Regions from separate parts of the Sus scrofa genome. Here region 1 is linked to region 2. The links are chromatin contacts, called in public Hi-C maps. All regions are on one chromosome and are shown on one strand. Each heading gives the region's core, a stretch centred on a gene start, on an enhancer-like site or on the middle of the called end of the contact. The rest is flanking DNA. Distances are from core to core; before and after follow the strand shown. Region 1 overlaps FOXK1 (forkhead box protein K1). Region 2 has its middle 50 kb from the start of FOXK1.

Region 1 (6,673 bases), core at 1,341-3,840, 100 kb after region 2:
GCTTGGATGAGATCCTTAGCCTGGGAACCTCCATATGCCGCGGATGCGGCCCTCAAAAGACCAAAAGAAAAAAAAAGAAAAGGAAATAGAGGGGTTTCTGACTCAGGCCTCGCGGGGGGGGGGGGGGCGGGGCCGGCGGCGGGCGCGGGGCGGGGCCGGGACATCCTGCCCTCTCCGCTGGACGCGGGTGCTCTGCGACCCCACCTTGCCGTCCCGCCCCCACCTTGCAGATGGGGACACCGAGGCTCAGGAGGGTCATTCTCTGCAGCAGAGTGGGTGCCCGCAGCGCAGGCGGTACCGACTTCACTGTGTTTTTTGAAGGCTTGTCCTCCCCTGAGACGCACCCCCATCTAAGCGCACAAACCCCGCGCTGGTTTCTAGTCTGTGCGCAACCTGAGGCTTGGCTTTTCTTCCGCGCCCCCAAGGTCGTCGGGACTGTCGGTCAGGGTCCCCGGTTGCGGCGGGATTGTGGGACCCTCCAGGGCCCGAGCTCAGCCTCCGCTCGGCGCCCCTTCCCGGGTTGGCTTACATCTCCTTGATCTCGTCCCCCGAGCCCTCCCTCCCGGACCTGAGGGCGCCCCGGACCTGAATCTGGGAACCCCGCTCTCCTGGCTTCCTTCCCCTCATCGTTCCCTCTACTTACTGGCAGTGGGACGGGAAGGGTCAGTGTTTTTTGAGAACGTACGCAGCTGAAAACTGTCCTCCGTTGATAAGCAGGTGGGTGGCTTCCCTGGGGGGAGCGCGCCAGGTTGGAGGCCCTGTGCTTCCGGGCGAGGGCGCCCTCTAGCCTCGAGGGTGGCCGTGGGGGGACGCTGCTGCTGCCGCCGCCAGCCTGGCCCTTCTGCACAGCCCTTCCCCCTGGGAGGACTGAGTCCCTCCTGCTGTCCCGGCCAGGCCCGGGGTGGGGTGGGGGGGTCTTCCGTCTGAAGACTCAGTTCCTGCGATCTCAGGGAGTTACCGTCTTGTTTCTGCTTTTCCCACCTTTCCCCCCTCTGTCTCTTTCTCTTACCTGCTTCCTCAGAAACCTCAAGTCTCTCCTGACACTCTTTATGGAACTTTGGTTTCTCTTTTTAAACACCGTCAGAGCCTTTCCTTGTTCTCCAGATGTGCTCTTGGCTGTATCCTCGCTTCTCAGGACCGCTGTCTCCCTTCTCTAGGGTCGCGCTGTGCCCTTGGTTTTGCCCTTTCGCCTTCTCCCCGCCTCCTCTGCGTCTGCAGAGCCCTGTCCGAGTGCTGCCCCATGTCCTGCACACGTGCCCCTCGGTGGCTGTAGCCCCTGGGGTCAGCCACTGCATCCCTCAGTAAATAAAATTATGACGTGAGCCTGTAAGTTTACTAATGTATTTTGAATAAGAAATTCTATATACTTTTTTGTGTGTGTTTTTAGGGGGTTCCCAGGCTAGGGGTCGAATCAGAGCTACAGCTGCCAGCCTACACCACAGCCACAGCAACGCGGGATCCAACCTGCATCTGCCACTTAACACTGCAGCTTGTGGCAACGACGGATCCTTAACCCACTTAGCGAGGCCAGGGATAGAGCCTGCGTCCTCGTGGATACCAGTCAGGTTCATTAATGGCTGAGCCACAACAGGAACTCCAGAAATTCTATATACTTCAGTTGAAGCATTTGTTTTCTAGAGTTTAAAAAAAAAAAAAGAAAAAGATTCTAATTTTCAAAAGAAGTTCCAAAGACATGAATGAAAATCTGCGTGGTCGTCGAGATCTTTCTCCTGAAAAATCTCCATCAGCTCGACTGCCATCAAGGAGCTGATATTTTTCAATGGAAGATTAATAATCTCATTAAAATAGTAACCTTAAAAAAAAACCCAGGTCCTAGGAAGCTGCCTCGATCGTCTCAGGCGGTGGTGTGGCTGGGGGCTGCGGGGGGACGACTCAGCCGCCCCGCCTGGGAGCAGGGCAACCCCCGTCTGCCATCCTGGGGCCGGGCTGTTGAGGGTACAGGCATGCCCCGACCTCTGTCCACAGCGTGTCCTGTCCCCCGTCCACAGGCCACCCTCCGCCCCTGGCAGTCAGGTCCCTGTTCTCTAGACCAGACCAGAGCGGAGCCAGGGCTGGGGAGGGGGTTACAGGCTCAGCAGTGCACCTCCCGTCCTCCCACCGTGATTTCAGAGCCACTCCCAGTTCCTCTTTTTATTGTAAGTTTTTAATCGGAAAACAAATATACAACTTGGAATGGATTTGAGGCGAATTGTGCCTTAAGCAGATTTTTTTGTTTTTTTAAAGAAAAGTCCCGAAGGCAGGAGCATCAAGACTTGCTTTCCAGGAGGCCAGCGTGGGAGGAGCAGGGCCCAGAGCCTCCTGCCTGCTGGGTTTTCCTGTGTCCCCAGGCAGAACCAGGCCAGCCAGCCAGGCGATGAGCGGGACATCCAGGGCCACCAGGGGTGGGGCGGGCGGCAGGTGCCTGGGGAAGGCTCCCCGCAGCTCCTTGGGCCCTTGGTCGTGTCTGCCTCTCTGAGCTGGCTTCTCCAGTGTCGCAAACACGAGGTGCATGTTGTTGCCAGGTGTGTCTTGGCCGGTCCCAGGAGTCGGGTCCTGGGCCTGAGCTGTCGCCAGGCTGGGCCAGCTGGTCCTGTTGAGACAGTGGCCCAGATCCAGGGCAGCTGCCGGCGGGACAGGTCAGCCATGAGCCATGCCCACTCCTGACCCTGAATCCTTCTCACCTGAGCGGACGTGTGACTTCTGGAGGGTGACTTGGGGATGGTTTTTCGTAAAAGGGGGAGTCAGTGACCAGGGGTCTCGAAGGGCGCCTTCCCCGTCTTTTCCACATTCACCCTTAAGGCGGGAAGAACAGTGTCGATTACGTAGCACCTGGTGGGTCAGGCCGCTTGGCCTCTGCCCTTTACCCCGTCCCCAGATCATCTTCCACACCCCAGGCACTTGGGGGCCCCTGAAGTGGGCGAGTCTGCCTAAGCCTGGACCCCAGGAGGGCCCTGCGTTCCCCCCCATCCCCTGGAGAGCCCGTGTGACTTTATACTGGGATCTTTCCTCTTTCGCTGCTTGTTGGGGAGCTGCGTGGTGGAGCGGAAGCTCCCTCGGTGACACTGGGTGTCCTGGACAGTTTCTCAGAATCGCTGTTCCCGCCCCACCCCGCAGGCCCATCTTTAAATCGAGCATTTCAGCCCCGAGACGTCCTGCTTCTGTGCTTCCAGCTCTGCTCCTCCGCCTTGGGCGCGTGACGCCAGGGTTGCTGGGTACCAGGCGCGGCCCTCGGCCAAGGCCAGCCCGCGGGGACAGCTGAATGGCGTTTGTTGAGGCCGGGGCGGCTGTGTGTGCACACGTGTGTTCCCCGGGACGGGCCTGCTGGGCCCTCTGGGTGTCAGCCTCCCAGGAAGGGCTTGTCCGCACCGGCCTCCATGCCGCATGCGGTGGCACAGGGACCGCCTGGCCTCTTCTTGTTTGAGAGCCAGCCTGCCAGCCTGTTCACTGTGTCCACAGAAGTCATTCCGTGGGGAGTGGCAGCGTTTTCCCTGGGTCTAGCCTGTCGAGGGTTAGGTGTGAGTCTTCTGTGGTCTTTTACAAAGTATGAACTTTTATAAGCGCCTTGGGCCCTGAAGTCACGTGGCCTCCCCTGGTCTGGGTGCCCCCGTCAGTCGCACAGGTTTAGTTGCCAGTGAGGGTTCCCCAAACAAGGCTTCCCACTCCCCGCCTCCACCACGCGCCTTTCCCTGATCTGTCTCTGGGAGGCTGGCGTGTTTCTGGAGGACAGTTCTCGTGGCCAGAGTGTGGACCAGGCGTGGTGCGTCGGTCCACTTGTGTTCGAGGGGCCCCGAACGCGCCTGGGCTTGGAGCAATGCCGGCCCCCGTCAGGGCTGCCCGTCCCCTGAGCCACCGTGTGCCGTGGCCTTTCATTCCTGGACGGGGGCACTTGGATGGTGGAGTGTGTGAGCCCGGTCCTGGGGAGATGCGCTCCCCCAGCTTCCGCTCTTCGCCTGGCTCTGCGTTTGGGTCAAAGTGAAGTTCAGAAAGCGCTGCGTTTATTGCTGCTCCTCGTCTCTCTGCAGCTCACTTTTGGTTGTTGGTTAAAATTTCTATACTCACGGGACTCGCTTATCTCTGTGTTTGGAGAATCTAGTGGAAGAGAGAACAAAAATTCTCAAATAAGAGATTCCTTTGAATTTCTCCATGGACATGCAGTGGCTTGGAGTTGTGTGGATTGCTGGCCACTAAGGGATGGTGACGTGGTAGAATCCGGCGTTAATGTCAACAGCCAAGTGTTTCTCAGCCGTAGTGTTTTATGGTTTCATTTATGCCTTCCTCCGTTCGGTAACTGTCTCTTGAGCCCCCCGCCCCACGTGCTGCAGGTGCTCCTCCCCCCACAGGAGACAGGCAGGGAGCCCATGATGGCAGCTGGGCCCCAGAGGAGGCTCTGGGTTGGTGTCCAGTGCGTGGCGCAGGAGGCTCTCATTTGTGCTTGACCTGTGGGCACCTTGGGGGCACCCTGTCGTTGGAACAGGTGGGGCGGGTAATTGCCTGGGGCATGATGGGAAAATGAATGGCACCTCCCAGGGCACTGGGGGGCCCGTCTTGGAGGAGGCACACACAGGCGGGCAGTCTGGCACTCCTGGGGACAAGCAGAAGGAGGCAGGCTACCACTGGGCTGTGGGCACCTCTCAGCAAGGGCGCTTTTTAGTTTTTTTGGCCACACCCACACCATGTGGAAATTCCCCAGGCCAGGGCTCAACTCCTCATCACAGTAGTGACCTGAGCCCCAGTAGTGACAGTGCTAGATCCTTAACCCACAGAGCCACCAGGGAGCTCCCCCAGGTTAGTTTTAACCTGCGTCTGTGACCCACTCGTAGAGCTTTTGTTGGTTTTCCCTGAATGTTTTTAATTTTCAAAATCAGAATTTGGACATGGTTTGCTGGCCACAGACCTCCTTGGTAGGGATGTGAGCTGGGCCTGGTGGCTGGGCCAGACTGCAGGGACAGACTGCAGGCTCTTGGGCTACTTGGGCTGAGACCCTAACGGGGAGCTCTGATGTTTCCTGCCCACGGATTGTGTTGCAGTTTCCAGCCAGAGATGAGCCAGCGAGTTGAGGCCGTGACCCTGGGCAGCCGCGGGCCTGGGAACTGGGTTGGGAGGCCAGCGCGGTTCTTCCTGCAGCCCAGCCTCGCTTCAGGCGCCACCGTGTGGCCGAGTGAGCAGCCTGCAGCCGTGGGACCCTGCTGCGGCCCAGGTTGCACAGCCAGTGGGGTCGGGACAGTGCCCTGCCGCGTGACCTCGGTCCCTGCTCCGTTCAGGGATCCTGACATCCTGTAACACCAGATCCGCCTCCCCAGTACAGGGCCAGAACTCAGGACGTGTCCTTTCTCTCTGCAGTGTCCCCAACTCCTGCCCGGCCAGCCCCCGCGGGGCCGGATCCTCCGGCTACCGCTTCGTCCAGAATGTGACCTCGGACCTGCAGCTCGCAGCGGAGTTCGCCGCGAAGGCCGCCTCGGAGCAGCAGGCGGAGGCGTCGGGAGGGGACAGTCCCAAGGTCTCAGCCTGGGCGCGTTGACAGGGGACGGGCGCGGGGGCGGCCGCTCTGCCTTCCTGCGCATGCGCCGCCCCGTCCGCGGGGCTGGACGGCTCCAGACACCGTCCCGGCCCCGGGGAAGGCGGCCAGGCTCTCCCCTACAGCTTTGTGTCCTAGCTCATTTCCGTCTGACACCCGTTTGTAAATCAGTGTGCAGAGGAGGTGAGAAACCTCAGACTTAAATTTTCCCTCTCATGAGGCAGAGATGGCCCTTCCCTGGTTTAAAGCACGTGGATTAAGCCGGCGGAGGTCTCGGGTTGATTTTAGCAGTTCCGCTGCGAGTCCCTGGCCCCACCGGAAGGGTGTTCTCCCCGAGGAGGTGGCGTGTGTGGGGTTGGGGGGCGGGGGAGCCTTTCTTTCGGGCCGACCCCGCGCTGTCTGTGTCCTCAGGATGAGTCGAAGCCGCCGTACTCCTATGCCCAGCTGATCGTGCAGGCCATCTCCTCGGCGCAGGACCGGCAGCTAACACTAAGCGGCATCTACGCCCACATCACCAAGCATTACCCCTACTACAGGACGGCCGACAAGGGCTGGCAGGTGCGCCCGCGCCGGGGGGCCCCGACTCCAGGCCGCGTCCCCGGGCAGCAGAGGGTCAGAAGAGTCGGGCTTGTCCTTCTGACGGCCTGCGGGGTGCCCGCAGGGAGCCCAGGTCCTCTCCCCGGTCAGGGTCCAGAAACGTGGAACCATGCCGGCGCTTCCTGCGCCCAGGGTGCTGGCGTGCCCCGTTGGAAACGCTGCCCTGCTGCTTCCGGATGATTTCTCTGTTGAGGTCTTTAAGACCTCTGCCGACAGGGGACACGACAGCACCTCACAGCTGTTGACGTGTCCTCTGTGGCCGCTGTTTCCCGTCTGCTAGTTGGTTCAGTGCAGGCTCCTCACAGGGCGTCTCCTGGACCAGGGTTTGCGCCTGTTGCGCTCTCGCAGTGTGGGATGGTCCTGGTCCCGGGCCCGGTTTCCACAGGAAAACCCTCCGCGCCCCTTGCCCCCCAGTTACACGGCCCTTTGCGCCCACGGAGGCCCCTCCTGCCTGCAAAGCCCCCGCCACGGCGTGGACCCTGGGGCTCCGCCAGGGGGTCTCCTGGCTGCTGCGCTCAGGTCGGGTCGGGCTGGGCTTTGGGTCGTGACCCGCGGTGACTG
Region 2 (7,048 bases), core at 3,001-5,500:
ACGAGGCCTCAAAGCGCATGACCTCAAAGATCAAAGAGCCGCATTTCCGAGAAAGCCGTCGTGTGGGCAGCCCTATCGCGCTGACACATTTGTTATGATCACAAAGCCCTGGTTTCCGACCTAGATTTTTCTCCGGCGCCACTGGGGAAGAAGTTGTGCTTCTAAGTCAGATGGTATCTGAGCAGAACGGGAGCCTCCAAGGCTGGAGCCCCGCAATCAGGAAGATCCGGGTTCCAGCCCAGCCACTCCCACCTAGCGGGATTCTAGGCAAGTTGTTGAACCTCTTTAGACCTCAGTTTGCTTGTCAATAAAATAAGTCTGCAAAGTGGAGCTGATAATGGAGCTGCCTTAGGGCACAGAGCATCACAGAGAAGGTTAAATGAGATGAGTCCCCACGGTGGCTCAGCGGGTTAAGGACCCAGCATTGTCTCTGTGAGAATGCGGGTTCCATCCCTGGCCTCACCCAGTGCGTTAAGGATCTGGTGTTGCCGAAAGCCGCGACGCAGGTTGCAAATGCAACTCCGATTCAGTGCCTGGCCTGGGAACTTCTGTATCCTGCAGGCGTGGCCATAAAAAGAAAAAAGAAAGATTAAATGAGATGATACAATCCCTTGCACAAAGCTAACTGCCCGGTAAACACAGGTAATATTACGATCGTTCACATTTAACAAAAATAATAAAGACAATGACCTCAAAGTTAGTTAATTTTGCCACTAGATTTTTTTTTTTTAATGCTAGATACATAGAAAAGCGAAAAAATTCTTAGAGTTCCTGCTGTGGCACAGTGGGTTAAAGGATTCGGCATTGCCACAGCTGTGCTGTAGGTCACAGCTACCTACAGCTGATTCGCTCCCTGGACCAGGAACTTCCAATGTGCCGTGGGTGTGGTTATTAAAAAAAAGAAAGGAGTTCCCGTCATGGCGCAGTGGACGTGAATCCAACTAGAAACCGTGAGGGTGCAGGTTTGATCCCTGGCCACTCTCAGTGGGTTAAGGATTTGGCATTGCCGTGAGCTGTGGTGTAGGTCACAGATGCGGCTCGGATCCCTTGTTGCTGTGGCCGTGGCGTAGGTTGGCAGCTGTAGCTCTGATTCGACCCCAGCCTGGAAACCTCCATATGCTGCAGGTGAGGCCCTAAAAACCAAAATAAGATAAAATGCCGGTAGAAATAATTTAATAAAAAAAGAAAGAAAAATTCTTGAGGTAGTCAGGAGGCTAGTTTAACAATATAACACAAAGGTGTGGAATTTTCATTTCAGTCTCAGCCACGTAACTTGCTAGGCTGCCGCCCCAGCCCTGATTTCCTGAGACACCAGAGCTTTTCTGAGCAAGTTCTAGATGCCACCTGCTCACCCTCACCTGCTCATCCCAGGCTCTCCTTCTTCATTTTCTGGCCTCCAGCTCATAAAGACCAGCCTCTTTGGGCAAGGCCTTGGGACCCTAGATTTCCATAAAAACCTTATCAGGTGGGATTTCTACTCCAGATCATTAGATTAGCTCCCAATCTAATGATCAGCCTGAAATGTTTTTTTTATTCCCTTATCAATGTCAAAACTAGTGATGAGAAACGTATATCCCACAGCAGCAAGGCAGGCTCCATAAATAAGGAAAGATGTGGAGTTACCAGGTGGCACCGTGGGTTAAGGATCTGGCATTGTCAGTGCTGTGGCTCCGTTAGCTGATGTGGCACCAGTTTGAGCCCCGGCCCGGGGAACTTCCACATGCTGCGGGCATGGCCAAAAAAAACCGTGAAGACGCTGGGGGAGGGATCTGGCCCTGCATTAGCTTGTTGTAGTTTTGCTGCTGCCATTGACAGAGGCCTTGGGGTTGGGGACAGTGGGACATGGTGGAGACCGAGGTTCACTGGAGACAAGCAGATCAGCCTCTGTGTCATAATTTGGAGATGAAGGCCCAATTTTTCTGGAGTCTCTGATTTTTCCAGATTTTTACATAAAAGCTCTTATGTCTAAAAATATTGGCCCAGTTAAGTGTTTGTTTTTTTTTTTTTTTCCTTTTCATCTGCATACTTTCTGCAGCATATGGAAGTTCCCAGGCCAGAGGTCAAATAGGAGCTGCCACTGCCGGCTTACACCACAGCCACAGCAATGCAGGATCCGAGCCACATCTTCGACCTACACTGGAGTTGGCAGCAATGCCAGATCCTTAACCCCCTGAGCGAGGCCAGGGATCCAGCCTGCATCCTCATGGATCCTAGTTGGATTCTTAACCCGCTGAACCACAACGGGAACTCCTCAACTCTGTTTTTATAGGGTGGGTCAAATAAAACCTAACTGCAGACCAGATCCCGCCCTTGAGCCATCATCTTGTGGGAGAGTTCATGGGCCTCCTCCACTCAGTCCTCGCCTCGCCTCACCTCCAGTGTGTGTGTGAACAGGAATGGGTGTGGCCAGGGTCGCCCTGTACGGTCGTCCAGGGAGTGCACTGCCCAGGGGCCCCACCTGAGAGGCTGCCATTTCTCTCACGCTTCCAAGACGTGCATGAGTTTTGGAAGTTGTCCAGCAGAGGGCAGTAGCGTGCCACATTCTGACAAAATCGGCACAGCGCAGCACTGTTTAACAGATGGCTGGAAAGTGTCTAAAGGCAGGGACGTCCGTCTCATTCACACGAAGGGAGCGTAAGGACCCGCGGCAGCCCTGAGAGTCAAGGGTATGGAGAGGAACGGTCCCATCCCTTCGGATCGGGTTGCAAAGTGGAAGTTCCCCATCCCAGGCATCGTGAGGTTAGGCAGGAGGAACTCCGCACTAGCGGAGGGGCTGGGGCACCGATACACCCCACTGTGGGTGCTGTGTGGCCGCACCTAGTCGAGCTGGACGTGCAGTTTCCCATGACAGCAATTCCACGAGGCGCAAACGCCCGGCCGCACACACGCACACGTGCACCCGGGAACCTGTTCTAGAAGGTCTGCGGGCACGCCCTTTGTAAGAGCATCCTTTGTCAGAGCCCAAACTAGGAAGAGGTGCCATGCCCGTGAGTGATGGAGGGGCGAATAAACTGCATATTCTCGTGGTGAATACGAGACAGGGATGCAGGCGAGCCGGACCACGGCGAGAGCTCATCAGACAGAGTCAGGTCACCCGTACAGGCAAGCGGCCGCACAAGAGAGCGTTCCGTGTGATTCCGTTTGTTTAAAAGGCAAACGGCAGGCAGAGCTGAGCTCTGGTGTCAGAAGTCGGGGTGGCACTTAGGGGTGCCTGGGTGGTGACGGGAAGGGCACACGGCTTCTCTCCCAGACGCTGGTGAGGTTCGCTGCTTGACCTGGTGGTGGTGACATGGATGGGGTCCCTTTGGGAAACCAGCAGACTCACACACGTGTGCTTCGTGCCCCATTCCGTGCACACGTGAGCCCAACACGCACATGTCACAGCCGAGGACCCCGTGTGCGTGTTGGGTGAGGAGAGGCTTCAGAGGGGGAGAGGGAGAGAAAACCTCAGCTGCAGCAGTCATTCCAGAATCGTCCAGAATCACACGTGTCATGGCTTTACCCAGGAAACCAGCTCCCGGGGATGGGCCGTGTCTGTGCACCTGCTGGAGGCAGGAATCCTTGCTTCCCTGAGGTGAGGGTTTCTGTGCCAGTCACCGCTGTGGGTTGGGGTCCCAGAGACATTTGCCAGGGAGACCCAAGAAGCCAAGGGAGGACGGGCCTCTGGGATGCAGGTCGCACCCCTGGGTGTGTCCAGACGCAGGCAAAGGAGGCCGGGCTCCCTACTCTCACACCCGTGGGTTCATTCAAAGCAGAGCAGGCCATGGGGCTTCTACCTCCTGGTGCAGAGCATTGTGGGAACCTGGGGGAGCTGGGCGAGCCTCCTCTTACTGAGACGTGAGGACATGAGGTCTCGGCATTGACCTTCTCGCTTTTCCTGGGTGCCTCTGTGTCAGAGCTGGGGGGGTGGGAGGCTGCCCGGCTCGCTGGGATCAGAAACCCGTGTCCTCAGGCTCCAGGGTGGTGAGGAATTGCTCAACCATGTGCTGACCGTTTGTATGTTTGGGCGTCTGTCTGCTGGAAAACAAGAGGCCAAGCATGCTTTGGGATTGCCAGTGCCGCCTGGGTCCTGCCCCCCTTGGCTTCTGGGTCTGCCCCGCACAGATGGCCCTGGGGCCACCCCCCTCATCGACAACCCGCACCCACACCCTCCTCTCAGGCTTTGCTTCTGGAGACCCAGACCTAAGACGGAGAAGAAGATGGGTTCCAGCAGCTCGGAGATCCAGAAACCTGAGACCCAGCGCGGCTGGGCCTCCCGCCTCCCACACACATGCCTGTGGATCCGGTTTCTGCGAACGGAACAGGGCGCTTGCAGCAAGCTTGCAAGCGGCTGTCATCATTTCCAGGATTTGCTATTACTCAAGTTGTCCTGTTTCCTTTGGGTACAGACATGCCCCCGCCCCCCCAGGCCCGGCCCCAGGCCGCATTCCCAGTCCCTGGTGGCTCTCAGACGCACTTTCCCATAAAAATAACAGCAACGGCTAACAGCGGTAGGGCGGGCGCCGCCGGCCAAGCCTGTGCCCAAAACAGCCGTCTTAACCCCTACGTTGCCCAACTTGAGTTTGTCAGGTGCTCCTCTGAGGTCTTCTTCCTGTTTGGGGGGGAAGAGAACGCCTCCTCTCCAGGAGTCGCGGCTGCTCTGCAGAACCCGGGGTAAGCAGTCACTGCTTTCTGCGCAGACCCGGGATCCAGTGCTCCCGGGCCCCTCGCCGTCGGCCAGGCCACTGGCCTCTGCCCTTCACATGTCCCCCTCTAGGAGTTCTCGTCGTGGCGCAGTGGAGATGAATCCAACGAGGAACCATGAGGTTATGGGTTCGATCCCCGGCCTTGCTCAGTGGGTTAAGGATCTGGCATTACTGTGAGCTGTGGTGTAGGTCGCAGACCCGGCTCAGATCCTGTGTTGTTGTAGCTGTGGTGTAGGCCGGCAGCTAGGCTCCATTTCAACCCCTACCTGGGAATCTCCATATGCCACGGGTGCAGCCCTTAAAAAAAAAAAAAAAAAGCAAATGTCCCCCTCTGTCCAGTGGACGCAGGAACACCAGCCCCTCCAGACTGTAGTGTTACTCAGAGATGTTAAAATGGGAAATAAGCATATGGAAAGATGCTTCACCAAGTGCCAAGAAAAATGACTGTGTGACACCAGGTTGGGCAGAAGGAAACTCTCTCCCGTTACGTGGCTGCACGACGTGACACAGTTGTTGGGAAATCCGTTCGGCAGCCCCTACCGGGGCTTTATCTGTATTCCCCTGGCCCAGCCAGCTCACTCCGTCCCGAGAGGAGGCAGGGCAGGGCTCCACCTAAAGACACATTCCAGGAGGTCACCACCGCCTCAGTGACAACAGGTCAAGGCTCGAAACAACCCAGGCGCCCATCATCAGTGGGTGGGTGCGTAGCGTGTGGCACGTGGGTTCTGATGACGGAACCCGAAACAGCAATGAGAATAAACAAGCACGTGCGACCGTTACACACGCCCCGATGATGGAAGGGGGCGTGTGCACACTGTAGCCGTCCAGCCAGGTCAAGGCCAAGTTCACAAACAGGAGGCACTAACGGTCTTGGTCCATTCAGCAGCTCTAACAAAAAGCCCTGTGGCCCCAGTGGCTTATAGACCGCAGGGTTTTTCTCCCAGCTCTGGAGGCAGGAAGTCCCAGGTCAGGGGCCAGCGGGGCTGAGTCCTGGTGGGGACCCTCTTGTGGGTGGCGGATGTCTTTACATAGAATGACCACAGGACCGGCACTTCTGCTCGTACACATGCACCCAAACGAACTGAAAACAGGAGTTCCAGCAAAAACTTGCATGCAGCAAAACACTCGTTCAGAGCAGCGCTATTCACAACAGCCAAAGGGCAGAAACAACCCAAAGGTCTGTCCACTGAAAAATGGATAAACAGGAGTTCCCATCGTGATGCAGTGGAAACGAATCCGACTAGGAAGCATGAAGTTCCGGGTTCCATCCGTGGCCTCGTCCAGCGGGTTAAGGATCCATTGCTGCTGTGAGCTGTGGTGTAGGTCGCAGACGCAGCTCAGATCCCTGGTTGCTGTGGCTGTGGCGTAGTGCCCCAGCTACAGCTCTGATTCAACCCCGAGCCTGGGAACCTCCATGTGCCATGGGTGCGGCGCTAAAAAGACAAAAAAAAAAAAAAAAAGAAAGAAAGAAAAATGGATAAACAAAGTGTGATCTATGCAGGCAGTAGATTTTTGTTAATTTGTTTTATTGATGAAGCGTTGACTTACAGGGTAGCGTTAGCTTCTGCCTTACAGCAAAGTGATACAGATATATACATTTATTTCCTGTTATTATCCATTGTGGTTTAGCATGGGATATCAAACATGGTTCCCCATGATCGGCAGCAGGACCTTGTTTTTATCCATCCTGTATCTAACAGCGTGCCTCTCCGGATCCCAAACTCCCATTCCTCCCACCCCCTCAGCCACCACACGTCTGTTCTGTGTGTCTGTGAGTCTGTTTCTGTGTTGCAAGTTCATTTGTCATACCACAGATTCAATGCCTCCATAAAAGGAATAAAGGACAGATACATGCTAGAATGTGGTTGAACTTGAAAACATTTTGCTCAGACACAAAAAGACGTACGTGGTATGATTCTATTTCTAGGCGACATCCCCCGTGGCCGATCCCTGGAGACAGAAAGGGGATGAATGGTTTCCGGGGTGGCGGCGTGGGGGGATGGGGAGAGAGAGCGCTTCCGTTTGGGGTGATGAAGACATTGGGGAGCTCACCTCGATAGTGGGGGTGGTTGCACAGCATTGTGAATGAGTTGAGGCCACTGAAGTGTGCGCTTTAAAATGGTTAAAAAGAGAGCTTTTCTCTGATGTGTATTTTGCTACACACGCACGCACACACCCACAGAGTTACCAGATGACTTGGCAGTTCCACTCTGGAGTGTTTAGCCCAGAGGATTGAAAACACGTGTGCACATAAAAACCTGTCTGTGGCTGCCCGTAACAGCGTGAGTCATCACAGCCGAAGGTGGAAGCGGTCCAGGGGACCGTCACATGACGAATGGGTGCTTAGGTTTGCTAGGGTTGCT

The links. A called contact is a pair of places that touch in the nucleus more often than the background predicts.
Region 1: a Hi-C map of skeletal muscle shows a contact between it and region 2, with 5 times the contacts expected there. The contact joins two enhancer-like sites. A contact is called at or near these places in 24 of 47 Hi-C or Micro-C datasets (alveolar macrophages, blood, brain and 13 more) and 2 of 2 datasets of contacts at active chromatin or transcription factors (alveolar macrophages and skeletal muscle).

The regions. Positions count from the first base shown.
Region 1 is chr3:3,605,006-3,611,678 of Sscrofa11.1, forward strand. FOXK1 (forkhead box protein K1) reads left to right here. Exons shown (of 9, transcript XM_021086021.1): 3 at 5,341-5,497; 4 at 5,927-6,073. Among named protein-coding and RNA genes, the nearest start is that of AP5Z1, 14 kb to the right of the region's middle. Within about 2 kb of position 2,591, at least 10 of the 83 cell types and tissues checked have an H3K27ac peak or open chromatin away from gene starts, as enhancers often do. A contact at or near this core is called in retroperitoneal adipose tissue and skeletal muscle, where this site is marked.
Region 2 is chr3:3,502,796-3,509,843 of Sscrofa11.1, forward strand. No RefSeq gene overlaps it. Among named protein-coding and RNA genes, the nearest start is that of FOXK1, 50 kb to the right of the region's middle. Within about 2 kb of position 4,251, at least 21 of the 83 cell types and tissues checked have an H3K27ac peak or open chromatin away from gene starts, as enhancers often do. A contact at or near this core is called in retroperitoneal adipose tissue and skeletal muscle, where this site is marked.